7 separate regions of the Mus musculus genome follow, and all the other regions are linked to region 3. The links are chromatin contacts, called in public Hi-C and HiChIP or PLAC-seq maps. All regions are on one chromosome and are shown on one strand. Each heading gives the region's core, a stretch centred on a gene start, on an enhancer-like site or on the middle of the called end of the contact. The rest is flanking DNA. Distances are from core to core; before and after follow the strand shown.

Evidence for each region. Hi-C and Micro-C count contacts between places; a contact is called where the count stands out from the background. HiChIP or PLAC-seq counts read pairs in DNA pulled down with a chosen protein or histone mark.
Region 1: a contact with region 3 is called in an H3K4me3 HiChIP or PLAC-seq map of embryonic basal ganglia, with 7 times the contacts expected there. The contact joins the enhancer-like site here to the promoter of Cdh13 in region 3. A contact is called at or near these places in 1 of 39 promoter capture datasets (hippocampal neurons), 4 of 484 Hi-C or Micro-C datasets (cerebral cortex, forebrain, nephron progenitors and 1 more), 10 of 115 datasets of contacts at active chromatin or transcription factors (astrocytes, craniofacial prominence, embryonic basal ganglia and 7 more) and 1 of 9 other capture datasets (embryonic stem cells).
Region 2: a Hi-C map of cortical neurons shows a contact between it and region 3, with 4 times the contacts expected there. The contact joins the enhancer-like site here to the promoter of Cdh13 in region 3. A contact is called at or near these places in 1 of 484 Hi-C or Micro-C datasets (cortical neurons) and 5 of 115 datasets of contacts at active chromatin or transcription factors (craniofacial prominence, embryonic forebrain, embryonic hindbrain and 2 more).
Region 4: an H3K4me3 HiChIP or PLAC-seq map of forebrain shows a contact between it and region 3, with 5 times the contacts expected there. The contact joins the enhancer-like site here to the promoter of Cdh13 in region 3. A contact is called at or near these places in 1 of 39 promoter capture datasets (cranial neural crest), 1 of 15 datasets of contacts at CTCF or cohesin (stem cell-derived epiblast-like cells), 2 of 484 Hi-C or Micro-C datasets (cortical neurons and embryonic fibroblasts), 12 of 115 datasets of contacts at active chromatin or transcription factors (cardiomyocytes, craniofacial prominence, embryonic basal ganglia and 7 more) and 1 of 9 other capture datasets (embryonic stem cells).
Region 5: a contact with region 3 is called in an H3K4me3 HiChIP or PLAC-seq map of neural tube, with 6 times the contacts expected there. The contact joins the enhancer-like site here to the promoter of Cdh13 in region 3. A contact is called at or near these places in 1 of 39 promoter capture datasets (cranial neural crest), 14 of 115 datasets of contacts at active chromatin or transcription factors (craniofacial prominence, embryonic basal ganglia, embryonic forebrain and 9 more) and 2 of 9 other capture datasets (adipose tissue and embryonic stem cells).
Region 6: a contact with region 3 is called in an H3K27ac HiChIP or PLAC-seq map of SST interneurons, with 10 times the contacts expected there. The contact joins the enhancer-like site here to the promoter of Cdh13 in region 3. A contact is called at or near these places in 1 of 39 promoter capture datasets (cranial neural crest), 2 of 484 Hi-C or Micro-C datasets (both in cerebellar granule neurons), 10 of 115 datasets of contacts at active chromatin or transcription factors (SST interneurons, embryonic basal ganglia, embryonic forebrain and 5 more) and 1 of 9 other capture datasets (embryonic stem cells).
Region 7: a Hi-C map of muscle stem cells shows a contact between it and region 3, with 1.7 times the contacts expected there. The contact joins the enhancer-like site here to the promoter of Cdh13 in region 3. A contact is called at or near these places in 3 of 39 promoter capture datasets (cranial neural crest, embryonic stem cells and hippocampal neurons), 9 of 484 Hi-C or Micro-C datasets (cerebellum, cerebral cortex, frontal cortex and 4 more), 17 of 115 datasets of contacts at active chromatin or transcription factors (SST interneurons, astrocytes, cardiomyocytes and 11 more) and 1 of 9 other capture datasets (embryonic stem cells).

What each region holds. Positions count from the first base shown.
Region 1 is chr8:117,658,811-117,661,986 of GRCm38.p6, reverse strand. It overlaps Sdr42e1 (short chain dehydrogenase/reductase family 42E, member 1), which reads left to right. Exons shown (of 3, transcript NM_001357273.1): 3 at 1-588. Among named protein-coding and RNA genes, the nearest start is that of Sdr42e1, 13 kb to the left of the region's middle. Within about 2 kb of position 1,401, at least 74 of the 459 cell types and tissues checked have an H3K27ac peak or open chromatin away from gene starts, as enhancers often do. A contact at or near this core is called in craniofacial prominence, embryonic basal ganglia, neural progenitor cells and 1 more, where this site is marked.
Region 2 is chr8:119,093,233-119,096,742 of GRCm38.p6, reverse strand. Cdh13 (cadherin 13) reads right to left here. Exons shown (of 14, transcript NM_019707.5): 7 at 1,380-1,558. Among named protein-coding and RNA genes, the nearest start is that of Gm31893, 38 kb to the right of the region's middle. Within about 2 kb of position 2,167, at least 5 of the 459 cell types and tissues checked have an H3K27ac peak or open chromatin away from gene starts, as enhancers often do. A contact at or near this core is called in cortical neurons, where this site is marked.
Region 3 is chr8:118,281,447-118,284,964 of GRCm38.p6, reverse strand. It overlaps Cdh13 (cadherin 13), which reads right to left and starts at 1,354. Exons shown (of 14, transcript NM_019707.5): 1 at 1,067-1,354. The coding sequence starts at 1,111. All of the region lies in intron 2 of Gm51555 (a long non-coding RNA gene), which reads left to right.
Region 4 is chr8:119,019,385-119,022,798 of GRCm38.p6, reverse strand. All of the region lies in intron 6 of Cdh13 (cadherin 13), which reads right to left. Among named protein-coding and RNA genes, the nearest start is that of Gm31893, 36 kb to the left of the region's middle. Within about 2 kb of position 1,723, at least 45 of the 459 cell types and tissues checked have an H3K27ac peak or open chromatin away from gene starts, as enhancers often do. A contact at or near this core is called in cortical neurons and forebrain, where this site is marked.
Region 5 is chr8:118,883,197-118,886,689 of GRCm38.p6, reverse strand. The region is part of intron 5 of Cdh13 (cadherin 13); the gene reads right to left. Among named protein-coding and RNA genes, the nearest start is that of Gm31893, 170 kb to the left of the region's middle. Within about 2 kb of position 1,354, at least 3 of the 459 cell types and tissues checked have an H3K27ac peak or open chromatin away from gene starts, as enhancers often do. A contact at or near this core is called in embryonic limb bud and neural tube, where this site is marked.
Region 6 is chr8:118,950,537-118,953,878 of GRCm38.p6, reverse strand. All of the region lies in intron 5 of Cdh13 (cadherin 13), which reads right to left. Among named protein-coding and RNA genes, the nearest start is that of Gm31893, 110 kb to the left of the region's middle. Within about 2 kb of position 1,313, at least 19 of the 459 cell types and tissues checked have an H3K27ac peak or open chromatin away from gene starts, as enhancers often do. A contact at or near this core is called in SST interneurons, forebrain and neural tube, where this site is marked.
Region 7 is chr8:118,985,289-118,988,561 of GRCm38.p6, reverse strand. All of the region lies in intron 6 of Cdh13 (cadherin 13), which reads right to left. Among named protein-coding and RNA genes, the nearest start is that of Gm31893, 71 kb to the left of the region's middle. Within about 2 kb of position 1,506, at least 4 of the 459 cell types and tissues checked have an H3K27ac peak or open chromatin away from gene starts, as enhancers often do. A contact at or near this core is called in muscle stem cells, where this site is marked.

The DNA of each region.
Region 1 (3,176 bases), core at 152-2,651, 620 kb after region 3:
TATACTTCTGAGATTCATATCCGGTCCAAGTGCTGAGTGTTGAGTGTTCATCCATAGACAAGACACCCTATTAGCCTCCCTCATAGCCTCACAGGACTCTGTAGCAAAAGGGGTAGGAAGGACGCAAAAGCTGGAGGAAGGTAGGGGGCGGGTGTTGGGGAGTCTGTCTGCTGAGAATGAAATGACTACTGTCCCCGTGACCTAACGGTAACTGTGATGCACTACTAGACTCATACGCTGAGGCCTATCACCATCCTGCCATGGGAAGGGGAGAAGCTCGATACCTACTCCTCCCTGAAAAGCTGAGGTGACTGGTGGTTTCTGGGGAGCGGGAGACACTTTCTCTAGTGGTTTCGTAACTTCTGAATTGCCCCATGCCCCTGTAAGCAAGCTTAGTGAAACTCTCTGGGACACACACACACATACACACAGTTTAGACAGGAATCTAGTTGGGAAGAGACTGGGAATGGGACAAAAGAGGGTGTGGGGGTGAATCGGATCGAACTACGTTATATACATGTTCGAAATGTTATAATGAAACTGTTATATACTTAACCCATGCTAATAAATAAAAAGGAAAAATGACTTATTGGGTTAAATATTCACTACTTTCCTCTGTCTCAACTGACCCTGTTGGAACACAAGAAGACACAAAGGTAAGTTGGGAGTTTGGTTTCTATGTCCTTGAACCCTAGCCAAGTGCAGCAGAAAGACACCCTGAAGCCAGGAAAGGGTATAAGCTGGGTTAGGAACTCTACCTTGGAGGCCAAAGAAGAACCTGTGAGCATCTCCTACACTGCGTGTGCATAAAGCAGTGAGATTCAGACTGGTATGGAATAAGCCGCACTCAGGCTTGGGTCTTATCCCTCACAGAGCAATCTCAGGGGAAAGTGGTGTTACAGGGTTAGCTAGCTGTGCATAGCAGAGGTCTTAGGAGCCTCTAAAAGCCTCTGCCCTTGGCGGGACAAGGGCGTTTGTGTTGAAGCAGAGAGATAGATAGCCTACTGCCTAGGACCCTTCTAAAGATTAAATTAGATGTTTACAGCACACACACACACACATGCACATACACACATGCACACACAGGCACATACACACACATACATGCATATACACATGCACACACAGGCACATAACATACATACACATATATACACACACACATACACACATGCATGCACGTCACCATTGTTACCAGTATTGTCACGGTATGTTTCTTCCGATGGGTCTCTTCCTGAGAGCATTCTCTTCAGAGGGCCAGTTGTTGTTGAAGTTTCTGGAATGTCTGTGAGTATTCCCCCAGGAGCCCTCCGCAGTGTGCGCTGTGTGAAATCACAGTGTAGTGCTGCTTGTTGGGGAAAGTGTGGCCTCTCAAAGCAGCTTCCAGTGAGGAACAGCAGCCACATTGTCTGGCCACCCAGTGAACTGCCGCGGAAGATGTTTATATTGCACGGTTGCCTAGGAACCAGAGGAGGGAGAAGAAAGTCTTTGCTGTGCCAAAGTCTCATCTGCAGGAAGGCAGTAGTGAAGCATGGTGGGGTGTTGCAGTGGACGGTACACAGTTATTCTGGGAGAATTTGAGCATCTAATAGCTGCATGGTCCCTGCTGAATGGAGGATGGATACTTTGAGGGATGTCCTAAACTTAATGCTACAAGGCACACATCATCTGTCTTTACCAAGTACCTTTAGAGAGCTTGGTTGTCTATGTCTGAGAAATGGAACCAACCACACTGGCCCTTTTTGTGAAGTAGTCGGTCTCACAGTGGCTTGTTGAGAACATAAAGGATGAAGTGTTGGGGTGCTCTTACCCGAGAATCTTCCCCATAAATACGAGGGCCACACTGCTCTTAGAGCAGTATGTTTGTAGCCTGTCTCTAGGCTCTCTGAGGAAGGTGGCTCAACTATCTTAGGCTTTCAGGCAAGGAGCACCACAAGATGTCCGTGTGAGAGGGTTACTGACACACGAGGCCGGTACCACTGTCGCTGAGCACCACCTCAGGGGCCCCCCTCAGAATGTGTTCTAAATAGCATCTCATTTAGAATTTTCAGGATGCCCCGTCACATGACAGAGGAAAAGGTCTCACATGTCATAGGAACATTTCTATATGACTGCTGAACATTGTCATGATGTAGCTTTTTGTGTCCTCTAAAACAGGTAATCCAGGAGGGTGAGGTGGGTCTTAAGTGTCACAAACTGTCACACACACACACACACACACACACACACCAGTAGCAGCAGAGATCAGTCTTATCCCATGTGGGAGAGGAGTGTCTTGGGAGTGTTGAGAACGGGCATGGAGTCTGGGCTCTGACCCCCCCCCCTCCCCCACCACATCACTGATGCTCCAGGGCCAGTAGCCTGTATCTGCAGGTTACTGAGGATGGCCTGCATCCGGCTTGCTCCAGACACCCCTTCACGTTTCATGTTCCTTCAGTAGACCTGACAGTGCTCATTACAAATGGAATTATTCTGAACCCTGTGTTTCCCGTTAGTCTTGTTGCCCGTCGTCCAGTCAGACAAAAGTGTCACCCACAGATCTCTTTGAGATGAATGTTCTACTGGAACAGCTGCCCAGACCACTAAGGGACCAAAGTTCCTGTAAACTCTGTCGTCTGGAAGGCCCCCACATGAGGTCTGAGGTCTTAAAAGATCTCACAACCATAGACTCAGTCACACACCACAATTCCACAACAAAGTGTTAATGTTAATGTCCATGTGAGACATTAACTGATCAAATCGCTTAGCTCTATTCCGTGGATATGACCATGATGGTCATACAAGGTCACGGCCACCAGATGGCGGAGGTTATGGGAAGCCAGGGTTAGCCTACCATACATCTGGTGGGCTGTTTTCTCCTTCCTTGTAGGGGTAAATACACGTTCTGACACGTAATTTACTGTCCCCAGCCTTCACAAACAGCCCATCATGGTACAATCATGTGTTAGCTAAGTCAAGACTAGGAAAGACCTAGAAGGTAACTGGAGACATTTCACACGGGATATGGTGACAATTGAAGATCCTGTGGAATGCTCAGGAAAGTGGGAGGGGATACGGATGGAATAGAGTGATCGGCACTCTCCCCACAGATAGGCAGAGGCTGTCAGAGTTTTTGAGTGTGTATGTGTTCCAGTATACCTACGTATCAGACACGCGCCATGAAGAATCGGATGTTA
Region 2 (3,510 bases), core at 918-3,417, 810 kb before region 3:
GGGTGAGTGTGACCCGGAAACTGTTTTGTTTTGTTTTGTTTTGTTTTGTTTTTTGTTTTGTTTTGTTTTGTTTTGTTTTTTTCAGCTTCAGTTCAATTAATCTAAAGCTTAAATGAACACATTTAAGCAGTGACTCCTTTTTTGAATGATACGGCACCAGGCCAGTAGATGCTTCAAGGAGACAGGTGACAGTTCAAGGAAATATGCACCCTGGCGTGGGTTGGCTACTGTGTGAATTTAAAAACTAGGGATGAACCAGACTTGGGGGATAGAGTAGAGTTTCAGCGGGGGCTGATCTAATCCAGACTCTTAGGAGACACACGGGACCGCTGAGAAAACAGAGATGAGAAGACATCTAAGCCCAGGATGGCTTCACTGGGAACACTGAAGTGAAATGGACCATGCTGAGCCCATTGAGGAAGGCTGGCAGTCACAAGGTGAAAATGGCATCCAGGGTCAAGCTTAGAGGCGTCTGGAATAAGGAGCTGCGTTACCAGCTCTGCTCTCAGACAGTGGGAGGGCGGGAGATGATTAGGAGCCCAAATCAGCTTCTGTGTAGTGCATGACTTCACATGAGCTACTGGGTGGACCCGGAACTTAGGAAAGGACTGGGCCACATCGGGTGGTGGCGGTGCACATGTGAGCCAACATAGAGACAAGGACCGTGCACAGGCTCAGTTTAAATGGGTCAGATGGCATTCGCTTTATCTGAGCATGATATCTCCCGAGACTCATGGTGCGAAGGGAAATGAGGCCTAAGGTTTCTCAGATGGCTCATTTTCAGAAGACTTTGACATAGGAGTTAAAGAAAGGAAATATTATACTGAAACGTTTTGTTAGGGCCCCGAATTCTAAAAGCTTTTAAAACACTGGGTGAAAGAGCAAAAAGTCAATATGGGGTTCAACAGAGGCTCAGGGCATCTCTGCATGACGACATGTGAACTGAGGGATGGGTGATTTTACAGAGGGCTTATAGGGGAAAGGCAGAGATGGCGGGAAGACAGGGGGCAGACATGGATAGAACTTCTTGGCTGTACCAAGGACAGACTGGGTAATTTTGGAAAGAGCTATGCCCCCCTTCTTCCCCTCCCCCATGTGACCTTGCCTTCCCTTCTACAGGGAACTCAAGAGTCTGAAGAATGGTTAGATAGATCATCTGGTGGAAAGACTAGAAATAGCCAGGGCCACCCAGCCCTGCAGAGTGCCTGGCTGGGTCACATCCCAACCTGTTTATCTATTGAGATCCAGCCACCACACTATGTGTAAACATCTCATTCCTGCCTTTACGGTCTCGAGTGCCCTTGACTCCCATATGTTCTCTTTGGTGGGGAGCTGTGCTCCATTCTCACAAAGAAGAAAACAGAATCCTTTCCGCTCACCTCCCGGTCCAGCAGCGCAGGTGACACCACGGTGACAATGTCTCCTTTCTCGGGATCGATGTAGAACATGTTAGGAGATGGCTTGTCAGGCGTCTGCTGACGGATGTTGTACCTCAGGAGAGCATTGTCAGTAGCCGGGTCATCTGCATCAAACGCTGTCATCCGCATCACCGTGGTCCCTAAGGAGGGCAGGGCCAAAGGGTAGGAGACAGTTATCAAAGGGGCAGGATGGTCAGGGCCTCTCCCCAGTGGGCAACGGCGAGGGAATAGCCTGCCCATCACTCTCTGAATTAAAAAGACAAATCATTTCCTGAGCTCTGCTTCTCCTGCCTGCTCTATCACATTAAAGGACCCGAAATACAGAAAAGAAAGCTCCCCTGTTCTGTGGAGTGACAGCTTAATTTTTTCTTCTGCTGATGTGCGATTTATTTTTACAGGCTTCCATTGCATTTGGGATGTGGCTCTGTGACAAGAGCTTCTGAAACTCTCACGGGATGCCTGCCAGGGCCTGGGACAGGTGCTGGGGAAATAGAAGCACAAAGGGGGTCGGTCATACATCATAGCATCCCGGAGCTCAGAGAGGGAGATGGATACATAAAGGGGCAGAAATCATTAGTGGGGAATGGAGGGAGCAAAGAGCGGCTTCTCTGGCCCAGGCTCCGAGGAGGTTCTCGATGCAGCTACCCATGGGGTGAGAAGGTACCAGCGAGGTGAAGGATAAGGGCCTTCAAGGAAAAGCTACACCAGGAAAAGAGGACACGAGGCAGTCTTAACACTGCTAGACAGCTGCCACCCTCAGGTACTATCAGCATAGAGAGGATGGTGACATGGTGCAACCTTGCCAACACAAGCAGGAGTCACGGGCACAGGACCTCCGTCCATGAAGAAACAGACTGCTTGGCAATGCCTGGGCTGGTAGTGTGCCATCTTTTGTGAGGGTCTTACTCACACACTGCTAACATGAAGAGTGTCTTAGTCAGGGTTTCTATTCTTGCACAAAACACCATCACCAAGAAGAAGCAAGCTGGGGAGGAAAGCTTACATGTCCACACTGCTGTTCATCACCAAAGGAAGTCAGGACTGGAACTCAATTAGATCAGTAAGCAGGAGTTGATGCAGAGGCCATGGAGGGGTGTTCTTTACTGGCTTGCTTCCCCTGGCTTGCTCAGCTTGCTTTCTTATAGAACCTGAGACTACCAGCCCAGGGATGGTACCACCCACAAGGGCCCCCCCCTCCTTGACCACTAATTGAGAAAATGCCCCACAGCTGGATCTCATGGAGGCATTTCCTCACCTTTCTCTGTGATAACTCCAGTCTGTGTCAAGTTGACACACAAAACCAGCCAGTACAAAGGGAGACCAGGATATTGACTTACAAGGATAACTGGGCTTCACTGAGGGAAAATAACTGAGGGAAAATAATACATTTGCCTTCTTGGCATCAACTCTTGGGGAAGCTCATGTCAAGCAGTTTGCACAAGAAAGCTCATGGGTAGACTCTCTGTGGTGGCAGGAAATTTGGAATCAGCCTAGCTGTCTAACAATAGGGTAATCAAGAAGAGGCTAGCACCTGCCTATTAGGAAAGCCTTTGAAGTTGTTTGGGGGCAGATCTGATATGGTATACCATAGACAACACTCCAGGTTACACAATCAAATAAAATACATCAGTGTGGCGAGCAACTCATTCGCCACTTTTGTGAATGAACATCCTTGCCATGGAAACTCCCACAGCAGGCGTGCACGGTGCAGGTGCTATCTGCATCTAAGGAGAATGGAAGGTTTGCAACAGTGAAGCCTCATATTGGTCATGCGGGTGAAATCTGAGGAGAGAGAGGGTAATGGGGTTGGGCTGGTCATGAAGGAACAAGGCTGGTCTAATCTGTCATGCTCTCACAGAGTGGATGCAGCCATTCTGCAACTAATACTTAACTTTAAAAACAGTGCAGTCATGAACACTGACAGCCTAGAACCCAACCAGACAAATATGGCTACTTATCCTGATGACGTTTTGAGCATCATGATGATGCTCAGGGTGACGTACCCAACCAGAACTGTTACCTGAAGTGACCTAAATGGCAGGAGAGCTGTAGTTTCAGTGGAATAGTATATATATATATATCCAGAAGCTTA
Region 3 (3,518 bases), core at 105-2,604:
AGCCAGTATGCCAGCATGCTTCCTGGAGCTTCAGTCCTTAGAGGAGGACTGGGCGTGCCTCCTCAGCCTCCAGTGCCTCTGGCCTGTCCCCTAAGTGTTGCTTTCCTACACCCAAACTTCCAGGGATCTCCGAGCTTCAGCCGGGCTGAGGAGAGCCCCAACATGCCTCTCCTGCTCTCCCAACCTTGCCCTGGCACCGCAAGGATCTGGAGGGTTATCTGCCAGGCAGCTGCAGCCTGGTGAGGAGGCTTGAACTTTTCCTTGTGCTCAGCGCCACCCGCCCGCCCGGGGAAGACAACAGAGGCTGCAGCCTGGGCTCGGGCAGGAGCTCCAGCTGTCTGGACAATGGGGGCCCAAGGGGCTGGGGGTAGTGGGCCTGCGCTATGCAGAGGAGACCGGGGATCGTGCTCAGGCCCCTTTCAGCCCGGAGCTGGAGAGCCGGAAGACCCCAAAGCCGGAGCGGCGGGCGCCTTGCTTTGAAAGACAGCAGCAGCCGGGCTGCGGAGATCCGCTGGCGGGAGGCGCCTTGCAGCTCGCCAGCCGAGCTGGGCGAAGAGAGGACGAGCGCCCCGGGAAGTCAGTGATGCCAGCTCCGGCCTCTCCCAGCCCGGCTGCCGGCTGAACCGAATGGCTCTTCCCGCCCCCCCTCCTCCCGGCTAAGGCACTGGGCTACGGGGCAAGCACAATCCCTAGGAGTCGCCTCGAAAGGAGTGTGTATCCGATGCACGAACCTCGGGAGGAGGCGAACCAAAGTTACCCTACTTGATGTCAGCCAGGATGTCGCTTTGCTTGCAAAAAGGCTCTGTCTTCCCTAGAATGAGCTTACACGCGCACACACACACACACACACACACACACACACACACACACACTAGCCGGCAAGAGGAGCCAGGCTCCTCTAGGATCGGAGCTGAGGGTGACCTCGCATCTGAGCTAGCCGGGTATATCTGCACGGCGGCTAGCAGAAGCCCCGCGTCCCTCCGATTGCTTCTGGCCATCACCAAGCAGGGCGATCTGAATGCAGAAAGCTGGTGGGAGCGCGCTGACTGCGGCTCACATTCCCTACCTGGGACAGCAGGACGCACAGGGTGAGCGGAGTTCTCGGCTGCATCTTGCCCGACTAGAAGAAGCGCCTGGCGGCGTTTGCATTCACACACGCGGCTGCACTGAGCATATTTTCCGTGGGAGCCAGCCTTTGAGGAGAGGCTCTGCCTCGCCAGCCAGCCAACTTCCCAAATAGATCAGCGGCAGCATCGCGAAAGCATTGGGTAGCGGCTGATGACCAGGACCAATGGCTTTACAAGACGGATTCCTTCATAACGCTCCCTCGTTTTGCATGGCAGATAGGGGCGAGCACCTCGCAGGGAGAGCCCCCTCCGAGCAAGGAGGCGGCACGTTGGCTTTTTTTTTTTTTTTTTTTTTGACTCCTGGTGCCCAGCCTCACAAATCAGGCTGGGCAATGCCAACTGATTCCACTTTCCCTAGGAACTGGAATTGCACCCGGGACCGGCAGCCACTTCTAACACATTGCGAAAAAAGATTCTCTTTATTAAAATGTTAATAAGATCCACTTTATTCCCAATAAATCACATAAAATGACCCCCGCAGCCGCAGCCCTCTATGCCCTAAGAGTCTTGCTGGTAGATTTCTTTGGCTTTGTTTTTCGTTCGCCCTCTCCCCCTCACCCCCCCCCCGCCCCCATCGGCCCCCAAAGTGGCTCAGCCACCGGTGGTGTTTGGTGTTTTTCTGCCATCACCACAAATCACAGAGTGGACAGATCAATTCTAGCTTGCAGGAAAAATCCATCAAGGAGCAATAGATTTTATTAACTGCTCAGGTGAGGGTGGGACTGGCCGACACTCCACAAGCGTGAACCAAAGCCAGAGTGAGTCATGGCTTGAGAAAATTCTGTTTTTCCCCCTTTGGATGTGACCTTTCAGAGTCCCTGAGCTATTCCCAAGGGCTCGAAACAGTGCTAGCCATGGCTCAAGGAGTCCTAGAGTTGGGGAGTGTTGGAGATTAGAGAAACAGGGACACATAAGGCGGTTCTTCCCTCGAAGAGATCTAAAGCTAAGGCAGGAAAGTCCTTATTTTCGTGCAGCTTTCTTCCTGAGAGGACTTATGGGTTTTACAATAAAAGGCATTTATCCATCTGAGATAGAAAACTTGGACCGCAAAAAAAGTTTATAAAACTAAAACGCTAACTTCCAACTACAACCGAGTTGCTGTGATTTGGACAAATGAGCTTCCTAGTAGCCAAAGCAATATGAAAAAGAAAATGAATGCCATTTTTGTTGTAGAAAATGTGTATAAGTAGCCGGGCAGTGGTGGCGCATGCCTTTAATCCCAGCACTTGGGAGGCAGAGGCAGGCAGATTTTTGAGTTCCAGGCCAGCCTGGTCTACAGAGTGAGTTCCAGGACCGCCATGACTACACAGAGAAACCCTGACTCAAAAAAACCAAACCAAACCAAACCAAACAAAACAAAAACAAAAACAAAAAAACAAAAAAAAAAAATATATAAATGAAAAAAAAGAAAGAAAGTAAAGAAAATGTGTATAAGTTACATTCAATACTGGTATCAATATATCACGTGGCATCTGTCACAGCGAGACACTGAGCAATAGGCCAGTGGGTTTGGGAAATATTTCAACTGCCAGCACAGGGCCTGGGATGATGAGACAGTGATTGGTATGTATCAAAGAGCAGATAGCTAAGTCAATCAAGAACTAGCAGACGGTAAGGAGGACCCTAGAGTCTGGAACTGAACTAGCCTGCTGACACCCCAGCTCTTTATTCAGAGCAAGTTGCCCAGACTTTGAGTCTCCATTTGTCTCCTGGCTAAAACTCCTAAGGTCACACTGCGGATTCAGCGGCACCTCGTTGAATGAGCACCTCACCCACTCAAACTGACATGCTTTCTAAAATTCCTCCCTTGTCTGCGCCTTGGCCATAAGGTCACTGCATGTGATTCTCCCCCACCCCCACCCCCCAAGGGCCTTCGTGACAATGCTTTCATGTCTGGTGCTTGGTTGTTTTAGCCAACTACACACATTACAGATAGCAATGCCATCCGGAGAGCCCACAGACGATATTGAGGAAACCACTGCCTCATCCGTTCTCATCTGATCGCCTAAATAGCGCCACCTGCCCTGAGAATTTCATAAACATGTCCTGTAGTAGATGGCATTCCATAAAGAGGACAGTGTGAGAGCCATGTGTACAGAAATCCGTCCCCCACATTGCTGCTCAGAGATAGCAGACAAGCTTGGAGTCTACAGAGATCCAAATAAGGATATCTGAAATCTCTCTATTAGTCTCTATTCCAGGAAAACCGTCATCTGGTCAACCAGAGGCCAGCTACCCTGAGACCAGAGGTTAGCAAATATAGACAAGGAGACAGGAAGAGGGGACAGCTCAGCTCAGAGGATGGGTAATCAAGGTAACAGTGCACTGGTAGAATCGAAAGGTCTTCCCTTATCTTCATAACAACAGCCTTGCCCAGGGAGGCCACTCATT
Region 4 (3,414 bases), core at 474-2,973, 740 kb before region 3:
CAGGGGCCTGGGCACTACTCTACTTCTGCCTGCTGGCTTCAATCCAGCTCTCTCTAGGCCCTACTTCTGGGCCACCCTATGTCCTTGCAATTCCCTATTTATACTGAAGGGGCAGCAGGCGCAGACTGAGATGGTGCTGCTGTGAAGACAGCAAGGGTATGCTCTGACCACAGCTACAGTCTAGCTCCTAGGGGGTTGAGAGGGCTGAGGGCCCAGGGTCGTCCTCCATGCCTATTTATAGTTTTAACTAAGATGCCTCATCGCTCCCGCTGAGACAGCAGCCAGGGGGTGACACACGCCCTGTGGAGAGGGCCTCTACCCTCAGGGAACTCTTAAAGCTGATGTGTGTGTTTGTGAGAATAGGTAGTGAGACAACGCCTTTCACAAAGAATGCGGAGTGTGCATTGTTCTGGGATCCAGCCTTAAACAAATAAAGAAGCACATATGCTAGGCTATTAGTTCCCAGGGACTGCTGGGAGAGAGGGGCGGGGACTGTAGGAGATGGGAGACTTGTCCTTCTCAGACTGTCTTGTTATGATCCCCTGCTTCATCTTCATTTTTACCATCAACATCTGTTGCTTTCAATTCACCCAGAGGGGAGGAAAATCTATGAATCTGCTTATCTGGATCCTGAGGTTACGGGTGACTTCATTTTCTGCCTCAGACATTTTCCGCAGTATAGAAAGAACACTCAGGAATTAAAAGAAGGGATGGGTCACCCATCACCCATGATATGCGCTCCCACATGGCCATCACAGAGGAAGGGGACCCACACACATGTTGAGCAGTCCTGAAAAGGAGACAGGTGCAGAGCCAGCTGCAGGTGGCCTCTGCTCTGACAGCACGAGTCATGGGTGGACTGTGTGTGTTTCTGAACAGAACTCCTCCTTCGGTAGGGGCTACATCCTGACTGGAGGGGTCTCAGGGAAACTGCTGAGGAAGGCTTTGTCACAGAGAAGGAATGTTTCAATGTTCATACTGACAGCCCTCCACATCCACGGGCTCTGTGCCTTGCATTCGACCTGTTTTCCCGGAGAGAAGCATTTGGGGAGAAATAGTGACATCTGTATGGAGCATGTGTAGGCTTTTCTCTCATCGTTCCCTAAACACCGTTCAGCAAAAACCTACACTGCATTTACATTCCATGAGGCGCTGAAGATAATAGAGAGATGAGGTGCCGGGTGTGTGCGGCTCTCCTATGCCAACAGTACGCCATCTTAGAATCTACTGACTCGGGCATCTTTGAGAGGTGGTAATGGTTGGTTTTAATGTCACTTGCCACAGTTTAGGTCTCTGGGCAGGAAAAGCCTCGTCTGAGGAAGGCCCGCCTCAGGAGAGGGTGTCATCTGCTGGTGGCAGCCCAGAGAGTAGGGCCATGGCAAAGGAAGATTATCCTTCGCCGTTTGCTTGCTTGGCCTTCCTCCTTCAGCTCGGTTGTTTACCGTTTCTGCTGCTGTTGCTGCTGCTGCTGTAGATTTTATGTGGTAGAAGAATGAGCTCTAGTTTCAAGCCAGGTGCTTTGGGACTCAAGACAGCTCAGAAGGGATGAGTCGGGTCAGGGACTGTCCACTCTCTTAAAAGCATCTGAATTTACATCCCACTCCCAGAGGCTGCTAGGAAAGTCAACATAACCGAGTAGTCATCTTCCAGCCCTAGGACTCTCCTAGAAGGACTTCATTCTGGAAAAGCTGAGTCACTGCGAGCCAGCGGGCAGCCAACACAATGTCTGTCTGCTAATCTGTGTGGAAGGAACAGCTTGTCTCCAAAGTGTGAACCTCGCACATGGCACACACCTCGGCTTTTTCATTCTCGCAAGATGTATTATTTCATTATAGCAAAATGGGGCGAACCTGTACTGTGAGCTGTTTCGTTTATGAGGTTGCTAAGTAACCAATTTGCCCCTTGGGTTCCCAAGGAGGCCGAGGGTGCTAAACTTCATGTTGTAAATCAGGGCGGTGGAGGAACTCAGGGTAGCCTTAGGAATGTCTGAAGGGTACAATTGCCATGGTGACTGACGGGATTTAGCCCTTAATTTGAGGGCTCAAATCAAGCTTAAACTTCTGGATTATAAGCAAGGGGAAAGGGAAGTTATTACAGCTATGTTTAAAGGGGTGGGATTAAAGTGTACAGAAATACAAAATACATGAACATAAATGCAAATGTATGTAAATTAGGTACCCATTGGAAAAGACTGAGAGTCAAATCTCTTATTAATGATGGTGGGTGTAATGTCTGACTCCAGCTGCCTTCTGATTTGTCGGGAGCCATTCTAGGGCTTGCCTTGAGTCCTGCCCCGACACCTGAGGCAGATCTTTCGATGTTTTTTAACCATCAGAAAAACGAGATGTCATGGATGACCCAGTCTACCTGGGTTCTCCGCCCACCAATGTGCCAGCCGCCGCTCTTTCAGGAGAGTCAGAGTTCAGTGAGGCAGGAGAGGGCTGCATGGGATTGTTTGCTTGTTTTTAATATATTTATTTGAGATAGGGCCTCCTGTATCCCTGCACGACATTGTACTATCTATGAAACAGCCAAAGATGCCCTTGAACTCCTGATCTTCTTGCTTCTATCTCCTGAGTGCTGGCATTACAGGCTCCTGCCATCATACCCATGTGGTGCTTGGGGGTCCAACTAAGGGCTTTGTACAGATAGGCAAGCACTGGACCAACTGAGCCATAGCTCCAGCAGCATGTAGTATATTTTCATTTCAGTAAAACAAAACAAAACAAAAACAAACAAACAAAAAAAACAAAACCTCAGTATGAACCACATCAGCAGACTGAGCAGTGCAGCCGGGTTTGGCTGGCAAGCCTTGGATTTAAGGCCGATTGGGTTATCACCTCCCTTTGGTGCAAGGAGGAGACGCAGGGAGCACTCTTTTCAGGACAGGTCTGTGAGCACTGCTCAGGAGCTCATGCTCCTCTGAGGTATGAAGTGCTCCTACAGACATCGGGAAAGAACAAATTTGATCTCTAACATCTATGTGAGAAGACACAAGAAAAAACAAAAAACAAAATCAAAATAAAAAACAAACAAAACCCCCCCAAAACACTGACAGTTAGAAACCATTTACCCCACTTTCTTTTAAAAAAATTATCAATTATTCAGTGTGTGTGTATGTATGTGTGTGCGCGCACATGTATATGCTGTGGTCATGGCACACATACATGTAGAGGTCAGGGAACAGCTTGTGGGAATTAGTTCTCTCCTTCTGCCATGTGAGGTCTGGGGATCAAACCCAGATTGTCAGCCTTGGCCACAAGCATCTTTGCCCACTGAGCCATCTAGCCAGCCCCTTCCCACTTTTTTAAGGTCATGCCTTGGGTAGTCACTGAGTTCCAGAATTGACTTATGAAAATAGGCACTCCAGAGGCAGACTGGGTTCAGATTCCTGGCCTGCTACGCACTAGCCAC
Region 5 (3,493 bases), core at 105-2,604, 600 kb before region 3:
AAACAGCCTGTCTCGCAGATTCCTTCAGGGGAAGCTGGTTCACACAGAATCCAAGGTGCCAGAGAGAAGACCAAGAAAGATTCTAGGGTCTCCAGGGCTAGATGCTCACAAGCATTTTGTTCTTTCTAGGATGCTGGACTCCTAGCCCTGCACATCCCTTGAGGACTTTCTTTGAAATATACTTTTACACAGCATCTCAGATCAGTGTTGTTAAAACTGGGTGTTCTAATTTACTCTCAGATCACTGTATCGTTTCCACATCAGGACCAACGTTTCCCCCCATTAATTTATTTATTCATTCACTTTACATAGTAATATCAGCCCCCTCTCCTCCAGCTCCCATCACACAACTTCTTCCCCCCCCCCCCCATTCTCCCCATCCCTTCTCCTGTGAGAAGGGATCTCTTCCCTCCCAGTTATGAACCCATCCTGGCACATCAAGTCACTGCAGGACTAGGCACATCCTCTCCCACTGAAGTAAGCCAGTGCAGTTCAGTTAGGGGAATGGGATCCACAGGCAGGCAGGAGATTCGGGGGCAGCCCCTTTTCCTGTCATCGGGCAGACCCAAATGAACATGCTGCATGTCTGCTACATACTTGTGGGGGTCCAGTCTGTGCTTACTCTTTGGTTAGTGGTTCAGTCTCTGGGAGCCCCCAAGGATGACCAACATCTTAAGTAGCAGGAGATGGAGAAGAGCTAGAAGCCGTGAGAAGTGGGGGTGGTGGGTACAGCCCCCCCCTCCCCCTCCCCCCGGCAGCTTTGTGCTGAGTCTGCACATGCCCAGAACGCAAGCCAGGAAGCCAGGGCTGGCTCTCTTTGCAAGAACTGTAGAACTTACTATCAGATATCTAAAAGCCATCTTTTGACCTTCGGTAAGAATTATCCCAAGAAAGAGCCACGTGAACTTGTCTTCTGTATAACTTTTAATTGTTAAAACCCATCAAAAGTCAGGCCCAGAGGGATGGCTCAGTGGGTGAGGGCCCTTGCTGCCCAGCCTGACAACCTTTCATCTCTAAGGCCTAGCTGGTGAGAGAACAGATCTGTCTCCCACATGTTGTCTTTTGACGTCCATACATGTACGGTGGGATACTAGCACATGTGTACATAAATGTAATTTGAAAAAAATAAATAAAGTTACTTATGAGTAACATCCATTAGGTTTCATGGAGACCCATCACCACCTGTCCTTAGAATTTCAGCCCTAAAGGAGGCTTGGCTCCCAGGTTTGAAGAGGGGCTATGATTCGTTGTATTGGAGACACAAGAAGTCTTTGTTTGGCTCTTAGCTCTGCTCTGAGTTGGGAGGTTTGCTGGCATTAAGTTTTAAGCTAAACCATAGTGAGGCTGCCCAGGCAGAGTTTTGCCTCCTGACCTTCTCCTTCCTTATGTGAACCATTTCCAGATGCTCCCAGGCTTGTGACACATTTGCCACTCCTTTGGGGGCAGTATTTATGAGGTAAATTTATCTAGCGAGGCGACACATAAGAAAAGCATATCCGCCGGCCATCTGATCAAAGATGCTGGAAAAAGAAGTGGGTGGAGTCACGCCTAGGGACTTATCCATTAATGCTGAAGATGGACCACGCAGCCTGCGTCTGGATTCACTGTGCAGCTACCTCTGCCGAGTGTCGGAAAGAAGCTTTCCTGGTGATGCTGAGAATGCTGGACGTTTTTACGAGCTCCCTTTCACAGGAGAGAAGCCAGGCCTGGCGACTGTCACAGCTTTAAGATTTGTGCCAGTCTAACTCAGAACTTGCTCTTAACCACCATTTCCCTGTCCTCCATCTTATTCAAACCACCTCAGCAGCAGCAGCAGCAGCAGCAGCAGCAGCAGCAGCAGCAGCGTCTGTCCATCTGTCCACAGCTGTAACTTTGGGGGCTTACGCCATTGAGATACTTAAGAACAAGGTAGAAGTGACAGGTAGCATTAATGGAAGCTTCTGTTCTCTCCCCAGCACCCTTTGTTTATATATCAAAGAGGACAGTGAACTTGCCCTCCTCAGAGGGAGGAGAGGCACCGGTGTGGAATGGACTCTTTCAGAGGCGGCGTTTGACTATGAGTGAAAGATTTATGCAAATGATAAAGTATGAGAACAGGTCACGTGCCTGTCGTTTATAGCATCGGGATATGCTCTTATGCCATTAACTTTTAATTAACTCAATTAGGGAAGAATGTCTGAAACCATGATGAGCACACACAAACACTCCTGTTGGTGTCATGCTAAATTAACGGCTCTGAATGGCAAGATCTCTTCTGGCATTAATGGTTTCTCCGCCACAGAGCTGTTAATTGTCCTTGGCACCTATGTGTTGGTCACATCAGAGATATGCCACCCTGTCCCCAGAGCCCACTCTTCAGAAATCCATACTTCAGACAAGAAAGATGAGCAAGGTGTGTTCATCTTTCAGAGCCTGCTCTCTGTTTTCAGCATGACGGCCCCACTGAGGTGTATCTCCTTGCTTCATCTTCACCCTGCTGCATGCATTATGTATATATGTATGTGTACCTATTCATATATGTGTGTATATATGTGTGTGTATATATGTGTATATGTATGTATGTATATATGTGGGTATATGTATGCATAAGTGTTATGTATTTATGTATGTATATGTATGTATGTGTACATATGTATGTATGTCTGTGTATGAGTGTGTATGTGTGTATATGTGTATGTGTATATGTATGTGTACATATGTATGTATGTATATGTGTATATGTGTGTATGCGTATGAGTATATATTTGTGTTCATGTATGTGTGAATGTGTATGTATGTGTGTATGTATGTTTGTGTATGTATATGTGTATATATGTATGTGTGTGTATTTATGTGTGTATATGTGTGTATGTATGTATGTGTGAATGTATATGTATGTGTGTATACGTGTATGTGTGTATGTATATATGTGTATATATATGTGTGTGTATGTATATATGTGTATATATGTGTGTGTATGTATATATGTGTGTGCATGTATATGTATGTATATGTATGTATGTGTGTAGGTATATATGTGTGTGTATACTGTGTGTATGTATGTGTGTACGTATATATGTGTGTGTATATGTGTGTATGTATGTATATATGTGTGTGTACATATGTATATATGTATGTATGTGTGTGTAGTGTGTATGTATGTATGTTTGTATGTATAGCCTGGAGTCTAATATTTACTGTCTGTCTACATTAAAAAGATTCATCTGTACTCACCACTGCCTCTCAAACCAGTGTTTTTCATACACAGCAGGACAGTTGCACATATAACCTCACAGCATCTGTGACAATGTTCCTAAGACCTGAATAAGCACCTAGACACTGTCCCAGCATGGAGGAAAGATAGGCACAAATCCCACCCCTAGCCAAGGAACTACTGGCAATAGCTAGCTACACATAGAGGGAGAGTCGGTTTTCTTTAAAGGTGTGGCCTTTGGTAGATAGAGCATGCTTCAGTGGATGGCCCCACACCCAGAGTGTATGGATGGCACCAATT
Region 6 (3,342 bases), core at 64-2,563, 670 kb before region 3:
CTTGTAGGTTTTAGGTGAGCTGGATACATCCTTGATTGGATCTCTTTGTCTAGAACCACTTGGGTACCACCACACACTTCTTGGTTTACTTCAAAGTTACCAAAGTAATTGTGTTTGCAGGGCCTTTGTACGTGCTGTGCCTTCACCGGATACATTGTTTCCTTTATAGGTTTCCATAGCTCTGCCCCCTAACCTCTTTCATTCACACCTGTCCTCAAAAGCACATGCCTTTCTTGAAGAATTGATTGAAAATAGTCACCGCCCTCCTCCCAGTACCATTCCCCGGGCTCTGGTTGTTACCAGCTATCTTCTGCTTCCATTCTGTTGCTGTGATAAACACCATGACCACAAGCAACTTAAGGGAGGAAAGGGTTTGTGTTGGCTCACAACCACTGAGGGAAGTCAGGGCAGGAACGTCAAACAAACCACAGAGGAACGCTGCTTGCTGGTTTACCCACAGGCGGATGCCTTCCTGGCTAGCTTTCTCATAAATCCCAGGATGATGGACGACCTTCCTCAGAGAATAGTGATTTCCACAGTGGGGCGGGTGCTCCTACATCAATTAACAATCAAGGCAACCCTTCTCAGACACACCCACAGGCCAATCTAATCTTTGCAATCCCTCAATGTAGGCATTCCTCTCAGGTGGCTTTAAGCTGTGTCAAGTTCGCACGTTGACAGGACTAACTAGGACACTGCCCATGATGCAGTCTTTTGATGTCTGCTGAAAGATAAGCTCACCAGGACAACTGCGTGAGCTCTGTTTCCACAGCACACAGAAACAAAGTCTCTCAGAGAGTTTATTTTCCATAAATGAAACAAACAGAGAATCAGCTAAAGACTTTCTTTCTTTTTTCTCTTCATTTTATCAGGAAGATATTTTACTCTCCCTTGAGGACAGTTCAATAGACAAGAGAGAAATGAGACCTTTAAAAATTCTTCGAGGGGGGACCCAGCCCCAAAGCAAAGTATTAAGAATTCAGCGGAAACATCTTCCTTCCATTTCAAGGGAAGAAGCCGACTTCAGTGCACCCGTTGTTAACTGTCAAAAACATGCCGACTGATGATTCAACATGGGAGTGTTCATTGTTGGTGATGATTGATAGCAAATGGTTTTGTTCTGACACACATATTACTAATAAGCATATTTAAACGAAGGCAAATAATGCAAGTAGAACTTAATACAGATTCCTCCCCACCAAAGTGATCCCATCTGTCCCTGCCTTTATAAATGAGGCAATCCAAGTTCCCAGAATAGGCTCATATTTCTTACATAAATCCCTCCCCGCCATTCTCAGAACCCTAGCTCAGCATCTCTCCTCTGATTTTTCATTTGTGGGGGGGGGGAAATTGCCTCGAGCAGCCAGTCATGACTGCGGCATGATCAGACCCCTGCTGTTAGATTCTTTTGGATTTCAACCCAGATTGTATCATCTCTTCTCTTTTGGCCACATGCCCTTGCATCAGATTGGGGAATGGTCTCTTTGCTGAGCAAGCAGAATAGACAGCCCTATTTATAACTAAGCCCATATTCTATTCGACTTCATTATGTACCCTCTCAGACCTCCCTTGCCTAACAGCCACTCAACTTTCTCAAGTGTCCTGGACGGCTCAGAATTGAAAAGTGTCATTGAAAGCCACTTTCACGACCCTGATGTCCCCTTCGCATGCATCTGCAACACACTGGGCAGAAGCACAGCCTCACCCTCCCCGCGGTTCACAGACTCACTGGGCAAGCTGCTGGGGCACAGCGGGTGAGAGCTATGGAAGCACGATGCAGCTGGCACTTCTGCTCTCTTCTGAACTTGTGAGGTTGATCCTACAACACTACCATTGCTGGAGACTCATCCCTGGAACAGTCCATCCCTAGACTCCCCAAACCCATCAGGAGGTGAACAAACGCGCCATTGGGCGCTGTCCACGGTCCTGAATGCAGCGGAGGGAGGCCTGAAGATTCTAGTACCCACCCCAGGATTAGCCCCAGATGGGAGACTTGATGTGGCACATCCGGGTAGGTGTAGCGCATGTTGGGGGAGGCATGTCTACTAAAATATTTCTCGGAAGACCAGTGCAATATTCACTGTTGTTACCTGGTGAAAATTCTAGTTGAAAAGAGAAAACTTTATGTTCTCCGGTAACAGATGGGAATGCTGGGACGCACTTCCTCACAAGGGCCTCCTCTTCAGTGATGACTTTGTCTGCTGCCTTCTGTTTAGTGAATCCCTTTGTCCCCGTCCGCTTTCTTTATTCTAGCATTTGCCTCCGCACTTGTGCAAGGGGGAGACTCCATTTGGCACACAGCATCTTCCCTCTCTTGTGTTTCAGTCTAACATTTACACAGCATCTTTTATATATTTGGTGATGGTAGGGTTTTTTTTTTTTCAGCAGCAGCTTGTGGACTACAGTGTTGAAATAAATGCCTGTTCAAGTGAAAGCAAGCAGATTCACGGGATTATTTAAGAAAGAATGAATGACATGTGACAGCCCAAGGCCGTGCTGAGCTCACTAATGGGCAAAGTGTTTCTGGATCCATTTTGTAGGTCAAAGGACGTTTTCTAAATGAGGTGTCAGCTCAGCTATGTTTTCAGAGTCTTCTGGGAAACAAATTATGGGAAGAGAGGTGATTGGGATTATGGGGAGATCTGTAGGAATCAAAAGTTAAGAAGGAGAGATAGATGGCTCCGTGGTTAAGAGCATGTGCTGCTCTTGCTGAGGACATGGGTTCGATTCCCAGCAACTACATGGTGGCTCACAACCACTTGCAACTTCAGCAACCAAGGGATGCAATGCCCTCTTCTGGCCTCCGTGAACACTGAATTCACATGTTCAGATACATTCAGAAGGATGTAAGTACATTTAAAAAAAATCCTCAAGAATTAAAACAGTAATATGAAAGCACCAAGTACAGGAACATGATCAAAGACACTGCGTTCCAGCCCCTGAGCCAGACTCCATACCTGAGGACATAAACGGACTCCTGTTTGCAGATGGAGTGTGGGATTGAGGCTATCCTCATTCTTCCATGTGGATGCTCAGACTTAAGAATGCAGAACCAAGTAGTTACTGAAGAGTCTGCATGGCTCACAAAGCTTAAAATATTTATTATCTGGCCCTATGTAGGAAGTGTTTTCTGACACATTCTAGACAATTCAATGCAAAAAGGGGAGGAATAGGAGAAAAGAATCTTGACATCCGGAGATGTCTTTTAAGTAAATTCAGTTATATTCATATTTTTATCATTATCATTTATTCATCCAATACTCTCTATCTATACATAGATATATAAATAAATAAATATTATATCTACATATATAGTGTCCCTATTATATTTCATTTTCTGTG
Region 7 (3,273 bases), core at 257-2,756, 700 kb before region 3:
TGAGTGATGTCTCTTCTGGGTAAGAGAGGGGAGGTTGAGTGAATGGTGGTTGGGCTTCTGAGAGGGAAAAGGACCTGGGCGTGGCAAAGTTCTTTAATACATCTGAGGTGATCCCTTCAAGGTGGAGGCCATGTCGGTTTGTCATCTCACAATACTAAAAATATCAAAATACTTCTAACCACAGGAGACGGCCGCTGCTCTGGGTCCCTAGGTCCACTGATGCTGTTTCAAGGATGAGACTGGAGTTCTAAACTGGCGGTTCACTAGCCACTGACCTTTTGCCACTTGTTGAATGATCTGTGAGCTCGCTCTTTCATTGATTTCTATCACAGGGTTGTAGGGAGCAGCTTGGCTCACTGCTGGTGTACTCAAGTGGTAACGGCAACCCCAGACAGAACACACGTCACATCTGACCACCAGCGCCTGTCGTCATAAGTCTGCGCCCAGAGGAGCTGAATCAAGGTGTCAAGGGTTTCATATGAGAAGATCAGGAGAAAGGCCCTCTTCACAGATGGAGGCAGGAGGATTTCCAACCTTGCTTCCCATGTGGTCTACTTTCAGGGCAGCCATAGGTGCGATTTGCTCCGAAACTCAAGATAGAAACTACTCAGAGGGACCTCTGTCCTCTCCCCTGTTTCCCTCTCTCTTCCCTCTCCCTTTCTCCTTCTCCCTCTCCCTCTCCTCTCTCTCCCCCTCTCCTCCCCCTCTCCCCCTTTCCTCCCTCTCCCCCTCCCCCTCTCCCCCTCTCCCTCTCTCCCTCTCCGTCCTCTCCCTCTCCCCATCCTCTCCTCCTCCTCTCCCCTCCTCTCTCTCTCTCTCTCTCTCTCTCTCTCTCTCTCTCTCAGCTCTGTTGTTTTTCTCAAAGTCAGTTTGTTGCCTCAGATTGCTCCTAGTTTGATTGACAAGTCACCAGTGTCTATATCCGTGGGTTAGACTGTGATCCTTTGATATGTGTTTACAGTGTTGCGTGATTAAATCCAACTGATTAATGCATCCATCATCTCAAGCTGCCCTGTCACTTGCGATGCTGTGGGTGAGTTCTGAGGATGTTTTGCCTGGCAAAATTAACCAGCCACAGATAGATCAACCCTGTATGTCGTGTGTGGAGTCTAAGAAAGATTATCTCCCAGAAGCAGGGAGGACGGTGGTGATGAGGAACTGGGGACAGGGGAGAGCCAGAGCTGAGATTTGATCAAGAGGTGTGAAGTGTTATGTGGGCAGTGGAGTCGGCTTTGAGTGTTCTGTGTGACCGCCGGACTGTAGTCCAACACAGCACATTCCGTACTTTTGTCCTCTGTGCCTAGAAGCTCAAGTGATTATTTTGGTTGCCCTGGGTTAGCCCAGGAAGGTGCCCCATCTTTGAGATCAGCTGTTGAGTCACTGTGGTTATATGGGAAGGGACTCTGTGGGCATGTGGTAAAACCCATCACAGGCATAGCCCTAGGCCTTGGAAACTGGAGGCCAGATATCTGCATACCACTGTGTGTGATGGTTGACTGTATCCTTTTTTGTGGTTTTTGGAGTGTGTTCTGCTATGTAGCTCTGACTAGTAAGGACCCCACTGTGTGGACCAAACTGGCCTTACACCTGTGACAGTCCCTCTGCTTCTTTCTCTGTGGCTGGAGTCACAAGAGGGTGGGTGCTGTTAGAACTGATGTGATTAACTCTGTGTTTCAGCCTGGCTGGGCTACTCAGCACCCAGACAGTCAAATGTTTTGTTTTCTGGGCCCATCTAAAGGGCTTTGCGGGTGACATTATCTGATTCTGCAGACTTAATAAGACAGTTGTCCTCCCTGAAGTGAATGGGCCTTATCTAATCAGCTGAAGGGAGAGCAGGATAAAAAGGACGACTAAGAAAGAGTCTCCCCCTGCCTCCCTGAGCAGCTGGGATGGTGGACTTTTCCAGTCTTTAGAATGATGAGAGACATCAGCTCTTCCAAGGTCACGACCCCGCCTGCTCTTGGGCCGGAAGCTGCAGCCTTTGCTCTCTGGTTCTTAGGCCTACAGCTGGAACCACAGGTCGGCTTCTCTGGGTCTTCAACCTGCTGCCTGTGGACGCTGGGACACCTCAGCCTTCATGATCGCACCAGTGATTTCTTCTTTAAAAGGTTTGATTTTTGATTACATGTGTTATGGGTGCATCTATGCATATGTGAATGCAGGGGCCTGAGGTGACAAACAGACAGCATAGGGCCCCTTGGAGCTGGACCTTTCAGGCAGCTGTGAGCCACCTGACATGGGTGTCAGAGACCAAACTCTGGTCCTCGCCAAGATCAGTAAGCCTTCTTTAACCTCTGAGTCGTCTCTCTAGTCCATTAGCCAGTTCTTGGTAATACATCTCTTGGAGCTGAAGAGCTGTCTCAGGAGTTAAAAGCAATGGCTGCTCTGGCAGAGGACCTGGGTTCAGTTCCTAGCACCCAGTATATACCCAGCAGCTCACAGATGTCTCTAACTCCAGGTCCTCCTGGGAATCCAATACCCTCTTCCGGCCTTCACAGGTGACAGGTACTCACATGGCACACATACATATAAGCAGGAAGAACACTCATGCAAAATAAAATAATACAGTCTGAAAATAAATAAATACACAGGCATGTGTAGTTGTGGGGACACACACACACACACACACACACACACACACACACCCCACAATTCTGTTTTTCTGGAGAACCCTGCTAAATATTGGAGAAAAAAAAAAACCCTTCCATTGACACCTGACCCCTGGATGGATCGAGCACCCGTGGCCCTGGTCCCCTTCCTCTTATGGATTAAGGGCTGAAGGTGACCTCCTTTCTACTGATCTTTGCTTGAAATGCATGTGTTCAGGAGAGACTTGAGGGGCAACCCAAGACTCACGTGAGTCCTCTGCTCACCAAGAGCCTGCTCCTTATCTGTAAATGAGAATTCCTTTATCAACTTCTTGGGGCCATGAAAGACTGCAATGAAGTGAAATACACAAGAAAGCCACAGCTTCATATCTGGACTATTATAGCTGCCCTGGAGCTTGATCTGTAACAGTAAGTGGGAAAGAGAGGCTCCCTGGGCATCCTTCACTGCCACATTCAGTCTTCATTAGCTCCATCAGCAGACAATTTCCTTGCCACCTTTGCTCTGGACTTAGGACGTCCACCTTCGGTATCTCCCGTGGCTAATTTTCCACCAGGGACTTAGAAATCAAGATTCCCCACAAGGAGAGGTAAAATAAATGAAACTTTAAAATTTCTGCGGCTGTTCCCCGCGTGACATATTAATGCATTTCGCAAACATTTCCTT